Linked DNA regions of Mus musculus: region 2 is linked to region 1. Evidence: chromatin contacts called from public HiChIP or PLAC-seq data. All regions are on one chromosome and are shown on one strand. The core of a region is the stretch at or near the end of the contact, and the rest is flanking DNA. Distances in the headings are between cores, read along the strand shown. Region 1 overlaps Dock11 (dedicator of cytokinesis 11). Region 2 holds the start of Il13ra1 (interleukin 13 receptor, alpha 1).

What was found. HiChIP or PLAC-seq counts read pairs in DNA pulled down with a chosen protein or histone mark.
Region 2: a contact with region 1 is called in an H3K4me3 HiChIP or PLAC-seq map of intestinal villus epithelium, with 5 times the contacts expected there. The contact joins the promoter of Il13ra1 here to the enhancer-like site in region 1. A contact is called at or near these places in 3 of 484 Hi-C or Micro-C datasets (the AML12 cell line, the C2C12 cell line and myeloid progenitors), 1 of 115 datasets of contacts at active chromatin or transcription factors (intestinal villus epithelium) and 2 of 9 other capture datasets (liver and pancreatic islet).

What each region holds. Positions count from the first base shown.
Region 1 is chrX:36,030,824-36,034,861 of GRCm38.p6, reverse strand. It overlaps Dock11 (dedicator of cytokinesis 11), which reads right to left. Exons shown (of 53, transcript NM_001009947.3): 38 at 2,439-2,581; 39 at 444-559. Among named protein-coding and RNA genes, the nearest start is that of Gm32904, 5.7 kb to the right of the region's middle. Within about 2 kb of position 1,326, at least 7 of the 459 cell types and tissues checked have an H3K27ac peak or open chromatin away from gene starts, as enhancers often do. A contact at or near this core is called in intestinal villus epithelium, where this site is marked.
Region 2 is chrX:36,109,599-36,113,846 of GRCm38.p6, reverse strand. It overlaps Il13ra1 (interleukin 13 receptor, alpha 1), which reads right to left and starts at 1,739. Exons shown (of 11, transcript NM_133990.5): 1 at 1,572-1,739. The coding sequence starts at 1,653.

The DNA.
Region 1 (4,038 bases), core at 77-2,576:
CCCTTCTTTCCTTCCCCAACTTCTTTCTCCCCCCACCTCTTATCTTTTTCTACAGAGCTTTCCCTGACAGGGAATTTGTTATACAGATGAGGTGCCCTCAAATTTGGCACCCCTCCTGCTTCTGTTGCCCAAGTCCTGACATTATAGGCACATGTCACTATGCCTGGCAGAAAACTGAATCTAAAGACAAATGTAAAACAATAGAATTTAAGAGGCATAGGGGGATTAAGGACATTTTAGTAGGAACAGTTCACTGTATGGATGACTGAGTTTCAGTGATTTCCCAAGGTTAGCTAGTCAAACTTGACTTGTCACCAGTGTTTTCTCACCACCCCTGCCAGGTTATTTCAAACCGAACTATTGTTCCTCAAACTAGCTAGCTATTATAGTTTTTTTTTTCCTTTCTTGCAATTGTCACCGATTGATTTCAAAGTCATCTTTACCTTGAAGCACTGGGTAAAAAAGGAGATCGTGTCTAGTACTGTCAGAGATACTTCAGTAGCAGTATTGCCTTCCAGAAGCGCCTGGTGGAAAATGTCTGCTTCCGTTGTTGCAGAACCTAAGGTCAGAGAAGCATATTAAACCATGCCCAACCAGACTTACGTTATCAGCACCAAATAACTTCCTCCCAAAGCCACAGTGAGACAGTCTTGCCTTCTTAGAAGGATCTCACACCATCAGACCTAATGAGCTTCACTGCAAAGATACCTTACGAGAGTCACGGTCTGTCTTAATCCCTTCCGGTCACTTTTTTTCCCCCTGCAGCATGTATTTAGCTGCACCCTTCTTTGGTGATGTGATCTCAGTAATGAGCTATGGCGATGGAAGTAGGAAGTCATGTAGGAGGCATCTTCAGCTGTGTTGCCAGCATGGGTAAAAAACCTGACAAAGCCATGCAAATTCAGCATCCTCCAGTCAGATGTCTTCAGTTCTGCCAGTGACAGGATTCCAGGCTACTTATGGGCCTATGGAAGCAGGTTTGTTGCACTTTTACAGCAAGCAGAAACTTGAAAAAATTGCATCCTCACTGAGCCACCAACCAGGCAGCATACACCAGCTGATATGAGGCCCCAGACATACACACAACAGAAAGCTGCCTGGTCTGGCCTTAGTGAGAGAAGGTACACCTAACCCTTCAGAGACTTGAGGCCCCAGGGAGTGGGGAGGTCTGGAGGGGTGGAGGTGGGGTGGCAGAGACATCCTCTTGGAGACAGGTGGTAGGAAAAGGAAGTATGGAGGAGGAATGACCAGAGGGCAGACAGGGAGGGGGGTTAACGACTAGACTGTAAAAAAAAGATTAAGGAACAATAAAAAAGAAATTGCATCTACAGGCTTTTAGCTCAGGGCCTATCTATGCAGGACATTTATTATTATAATTAGGCTTCACAAAGCCAGTTTTCTTGGCCTCTTTTCCTGTGACCTTTGGATTCCTGAATGAAAATGAAAGTGTTCTTCCTCTGAGTTTTTTTTTATTATTATTAATATGTGCTATCAGAGGGTACTTCCCCTTTATCTAGTCCCCAAACGGCCCCAGTTAGGCAAGATTTTTCTTCTTATCCTAGGTGCCTTCTCAATGCTTTAGCACATTTAAATATACCTCCAACAACTAGTATTTAGAGCTCATTATTACTATTTCATGCTACTGGGGATTGAATATAAGGTCTCATGCATACTAGGCAAGAGGCAAGCTCTAGTAGTGGGCTAGGTCCCCAGTATGTATGTATGTATGTATGTATGTATGTATGTATGTATGTATACACACACACACACACACACACACACACACACACACACACACAAGCTTTTTATTGTATTAGACAAGATCAAATTTGCTCAGGATGGCCTTGATCTTGTGAACTTTCTGCCTCACCCCCCTTGGTAGCTGGAATCACAGGCCTGAACTACTAAGTCCAGCTAGAGTCGATTCATTTCCGTAATTAGCACAGAACATATATGTTAGTAGTCACTAAATGAACAATAATAACTCTAACTGAATATTTTTATATGCTATTTTATTATGACGTTAATACATTGTATTAAAATTTAGTGGAGCTAAAGAGATGGCTCACTAATAAGAGCACTTTTTGCTCTTCCAGAGGACCTGCATTTAAGTCCCAGCACCCACATTATGACTCGCACTCATCTGTAACTCCAGTTTTGGGGGATCAAGTGCCCTCTTCTGGCCTTCACAGGTACCAGGCAAACATGGCACACATACATAGATTCAGGCTAAACATTAATACATATTAAATAAAATAAACAAATCTTAAACAATTAAAAATAAAATTTGACGGACACACTATACACATAAACTTGCACCCACACAATGCTCATATCTGTATACATATCACACATATATACACATTGAATTTTTCTTAAAAAAAGATTAAATAGCATTACCATGCTATTTGATATGCCCTTGACCCAAGATTACTTACTGTGATTAAGTGTGAATGAGCTTTCTAAGCTGCTGAGATGTTGAAGCCGAGCTTGCATCACCCCTGATCTGTTTCGAAGAGCTGGCATAGTTTGTGATTTTCTATCTATTCCAAAGTGTTTGGATAGCCAGGCATCATGTACCCTAAAATAAAATTTTAAATCAATAACTGAAGTAAAGCCAGGCAGTGATGGTATATTCTTTTAACCCTGGCAGTTGGGAGGCAAAGGCAGGTGGATCTCTGTGAGTTCAAGGCCAGTTTGTTTTTCATTGTAAGTTCCAGGACAGCCAGGGCTACATAGTGAGACCTTGTTTCAAACCCCCACCAATAAAACAAAAAACAAACAAACAAAAATACAGTAACAACAAAAACTGAAGTGTTCCAATAATATACATCATTGTTTGATTCTTTTAAACTAAAATGTGATTTTTGTTGATGTGTTTCCAGATAAATATAATATGCTGCTCGAAGATTCTATCAACTATTGCTTGGATTAAATGAGATATATTAGAAATGATGAGCCATCTCTCTAGCCCCTAAATTATAAGTTTTAATGGATCTAAAAAAAAGAGCATATACCAGCCGGGCATGGTGGCGCACACGTGTGCCACCAGGCCTTTAATCCCAGCACTTGGGAGGCAGAGGCAGAGGCAGGCAGATGTCTGAGTTTAAGGCCAGCCTGGTCTACAGAGTGAGTTCCAGGACAGCCAGGGCTACACAGAGAAATCCTGTCTCTAAAAAAACAAAAAACATATACTATTAGCTAAGGTATTTAGAAAGAGCCTTCTATCCTTCTCCAAAACACTGGGGCTAAGTAGATAACAACACTCTAATAATATTCAGGTTTTTTTCTTTTCAGGAAGTGAGGAAGGAGAAGCAAGAAGACAGACACTGAAATGGGAAGGGGCTGGCATCAGGCATCAGATATTCAAGAATGAATATCAATCCAGTTTCTTTCTGGATCACTTACAGCTGTGTCATGTGTAAACTCAGGAAGGAGAAGTTTGTCCTCTTCTAACCATGAGGTCAGAGTAACAAAATCTGCGATGCTAAGGTCTATGGTGCTAAAGATCAGAGCAGCTCACAGTCACAGGGAACGATGGTAGCCACTGGAACACATATCACTTGAGATTTATTACTAGGCTGTTCCAGAGACGCAGCAATAAACCGAAGGCAAAGGCTTCAGTCTGTGGTACTAAGCTTGGCATGGTGTGCTTACATTTCCTATAATCCCAGCCTTTGAGAAGCCGAGGCAAGAGGATCAAAAGTTCAAGGTCCTCCTTGGAGACAGAGCAAGCAAGTTCAAGGCAAACTGGGGCTCCATGAGATCCTGCAGCCCAAACCCAAACCCAAACAAAACAAAGAAAGAAACTGCTATGGGCTTTAAATTTGGAGAATAAATAAATTTGGAGAATAAACTATTTGGTCCTGGAAACATGGCTCAGTGGTTAAAGGTCCTTGCCACCATGTCAAACAAGCCTGACCTGGATCCCTGGGACATAGTAGAAGGAGAGGACTAGGTCCACAAGCTGTTCTCTGACCTTAACACATTTGCATGGCATGGGCATGTCCAAGCATACACATAAGTTTTTTTAATGAC
Region 2 (4,248 bases), core at 490-2,989, 79 kb before region 1:
ATCAGTGACCTTAGGTAAGTCTGTGGACTGCAGTTTTCCTATACCTATGAAAACCTGGAATCGTCAACTGAACTGGACACACTTCATAGGCAAAGATTATTCTGTATACTCTATAAAGTCCTAAGTCAACCTTCATAGCCTGGCTCAGAGCAAAACAAACAAGGCAAACACTTGAATAATTATCAGTGTGACTCAGCCCTAGAGCACTTAGCTAGCTTGCATGAAGCCCTTAGGTACCCTCTCCAGGAACCCAGGAAAAAAAGGGCAATTATTAACTGCTGAACTTAAGCATCCCTCAGATGTCACTCAACACTAATTTTTCAGTAAAGTCTTTCCACTCCACTCCGTGCCATTTACAGCTGTAACTCCCTACTCTCATCTTGTTTCTCTCCATAGCACTTTAGTGGTATGTGACATATCTTACCTTAACACAGAAACACACACCCTTTGCCAAGAGTACATGTAACTAGCTTCGTGACTCCAGGACTTGGTCCATTTTTCTCACTATTACATCCTCAGCCCCTAGAAACACCGCCTGTCATAGATACTACATATATTTTGTTGACAGAGCATGGGGATTTCCTAATTAACATTTCAGCTTTCGTTTCAAAACACAGCACACTTGGTAAACATTCGTTAGCAACTCTGTGTGTGTGTGTGTGTGTGTGTGTGTGTGTGTGTTGGAGAGAGAGAGAGAGAGAGAGAGAGAGAGAGAATAAAACCTATTTTAAAAGGCCCCGATTGCCACGCTTGCCAAGCCTAGTCCATGAGGAAATCATTCACCTTCGATTTTCACAGCAACTGCCAAGTTCATTAGTTAAAAATTGTTCACAAACATTAAGGCAATGGTGCAACTTCCTAAACAATGTACAACTTTTCTGTAAATTTAAGATTATCTTCCACGAAATACTGTTTATTAAAGTTGGAAGAGGTCTGTCCGGATGCTGGACAGGCGTTCTCAGCAGATTTCTTAATGCCAGAGGAAGCCTTGACCTCTTGTGTCCTTTTGCTACTAGGACTAAGATCCATCTTTAGACTCCCTTTAACTTCCACTGCTAAAAGCCACACTTCCAAACTGAGCATCTAAGAGGCTCAGGGCAAGGAGCCCTCAGGAAGTTCCAGCTCACCAGGACTTAGTCGCCATCCCAAGGTTCCTCATCCCTTCAAAGGCAAAGCCACTTTGTAAGAGTCATTTGAGCAAAAATCTGTTCCCTTCAGTCCCCTTCCTCTAGACGCCAGCCTTCTTGGCTCTTCCCTAGTGCTCAAGGGAAGTGAGATGGCCAGTCGCCGGGTCTGGCTCCCCCTCTCCCTGCCACAGAGCCTGGGAAATCCCCCCCGCACCCAGGTCCCTCAAATCCAACAGGATCACGGAGACTCAGCATGAAAGGCAAAGGCTGGCGACTTAGCACGGGACATCGAAGGGCCGACCACCTCAGTGCGCGCACCCTGACCAAGGCGATCGAACTCCTGGCGCCCCGCCGGCCCAAGTCCCTGCCAAGCCTCGTCCTTCTCACACACCACCACCACCCCCAACCCCCTGGTGGCTGTCACCAGCCGGGGACCACACTCACCTGTGGCCGCGGCAACTTGGCCCACGGTGGCGGTCCACAGTAGCAGCACCAACAGCTCGCCCAGCAGCGCTGGCCGCGCCATGCAGCCCCTCGCCTCGGAGCGTGGCCCGGCTGGAGCCGCGGCAGTCTCCGCCTCCTCTGTTCTTGCTCCCACTTCCCGGCCGCCGCGCGCTGGAGGCCAGAGCCGGCGCAGACGGGAAGGGCCGCCCCGCCCACGGCCGCAGGTAACCCGAGCGCGCGGGGGCGTCTGGGCGCAGGCAGTGGAAGGGATTGGGCGGGGCCGGCGGCTCTGAGACTCCCACCGAGTGACACCTGGCCTCCCTCCGCGCCACCACCTGTCACAGCTACCTGGGAGTCCTTTGGAAGACCCAAGGCGACTTCCCCTGGAGCTTTGTGGCAGGGCTCCAAAGACTGGCCTCTTCTCACTCCCACTTTGATCAGGATGTGTGGTTGTCCCGAGTGCCAAAGGCTGCACCCTGCTACACACTAGGGCAGGGTCATGTAGGAAAAGAACCTTGGCCTGGGAATCTGGAAACCTGGCATCTAGCCTTAGGTCTCTGAGCCCTTTGTTTCCGAAGTTCTGACTCCTAGAATAGTAATACCAACCTTCTTTATTTCTCTGGATGGACTTGGAAGTGTAGATTGGGGACTTTAGTGGCACCCTGCTTTGTGGAAGGGACAACGGTATATTTGAAAGCTGGTAATAATTGAATTGGGTTTTTAAAGTGACATTCCCGAAACAAGGGATAGTGTCACTATCCTGTGTACCTGTGTTGTTAAAACACACACTCAGCTTAATATAGTTTTAGGTTTCGAGGTACATACTATGGACAGGTATGGTGTTTCATGCCTGAGCACTGTGGCCTAGATTAAACAAGTGCTTAACAATTCTGGGACTGAAGTAGGATTGTCACCAATTACAGGAGAGGTGGGGGGGGGAGGGCGGGAGGGGGGAGAGGGCAGAGATTGAGAGGTTGTAAAGCTTAGTGAGTAAAGATGGAGGAAGAAGAAAACTGAGCCCTGCAAGTTGCCCTCTGACCTCCACGTGGGCACCATGGCATGTGTGTGCACATGCATGCACACCTACATAAGCATAATGAAAAACTGTGAAGACTATGTAAGGAGAAGGTATCGAAGATGTTGAAAGGCTGCACCTTGGAGCCATGAAGCTGGGTGCTGATGAGCATTTCTGAGATTAGGAAAGGAGAGGAACTGAGCAGCTTTGGGGGTTTTGTACTGCTGCTGTGGAAATCGCCCCAATCTGGGTGACTTAAAAAGCTCCATTCTAATACATTTCTGGATATCAGAAGTCTCATTAGGCGAAACCCAAGTGTAGGGAGAGCTACTTTTTGTCATGGAGATTCTAGAACATAAGCCCTTGCTTGAACTTTTCCAGCTGTGAGACACTGCCCACATTCCTTGGTTTGTTGCTGTACCACTAAATCCTCTGTTTCCATGGTCAAAATACATCTCTTTCTCTGACTCTGGCTAACCTATCTCCATTTTCTTTTTATAAAAATCACAATAATAATACACTAGCAAGATTTTGCTGAAAGGACCCTGATATAGCTGTCTCTTGTGAGACTATGCCAGGGCCTAGCAAACACAGAAGTGGATGCTCACAGTCAGCTATTGGATGGGTCACACGGCTCCCAATGAAGGAGCTAGAGAAAATACCCAAGGAGCTAAAGGGATCTGCAACCCCATAGGTGGAACAACATTATGAACTAACCAGTACCCCGGAGCTCTTGTCTCTAGCTGCATATGTATCAAAAGATGGCCTAGTGGGCCATCAGTGGAAAGAGAGGCCCATTGGTCGTGCAAACTTTATATGCCCCAGTACAGGGGAACACCAGGGCCAAAAAGTGGGAGTGGGTGGGTAGGGGAGTGGGGGGGGGGTATGGGGGACTTTTGGGATAGCATTGAAAATGTAATTGAGGAAAATACCTAATAAAAATATTTAAAAATAATCCACACATTTTAAAAGGCTTGATTTGGGGACCAAGGAGATGGTTCCATTGATAAAATGCTTGCCACACAAACACAAGGACCTGAATTTAGATCCCCAGCAGCAACATAAAAAGCCAGGCACAGAAGAGTGAACCTGGGGAAGTAGAGACAGGAATAGCCCTTGTAGCTTCAGGTTCAGGGAGACATTCTCTCTCAGAGAGAGAGAGAGAGAGAGAGAGAGAGAGAGAGAGAGAGAGAGAGAGATTGGGAAAGACACCTGATAATTGAACTCTGACCTCCACATGCACACAGGCAAGCACACACAAATCTATTGTTTAAGCCTTATTTATTCATATCTTCAAAGTCATTTTTTTTTACTATGTAAGGCAATATACTCTCAAGTGTTAGGCATTAGAACATGGATGGGGTTAAAAACACCACTATTTTTGTCACTCTTTTCCTGATAAAGAGCCATGTCTGGGTGGATGGTGACACCCACTGAAATGCATTTTGGTCACATTAAGTCAATAGAGATACCTGAAAGTAGCTATAAAAACGTTATCCATAAAATGGCTCATTATATATTTGATTATATATCTAGTCTCAACCTCACCCAGAGGCCATCAGAATGTTTGGTCTACCTAAACAAAGACTCCACTCTGGAATGAAGGCTCTTGAGTTCAGTAAATATTTGTGAAGTCCACGAGCTATAGAAGACAATCATTAA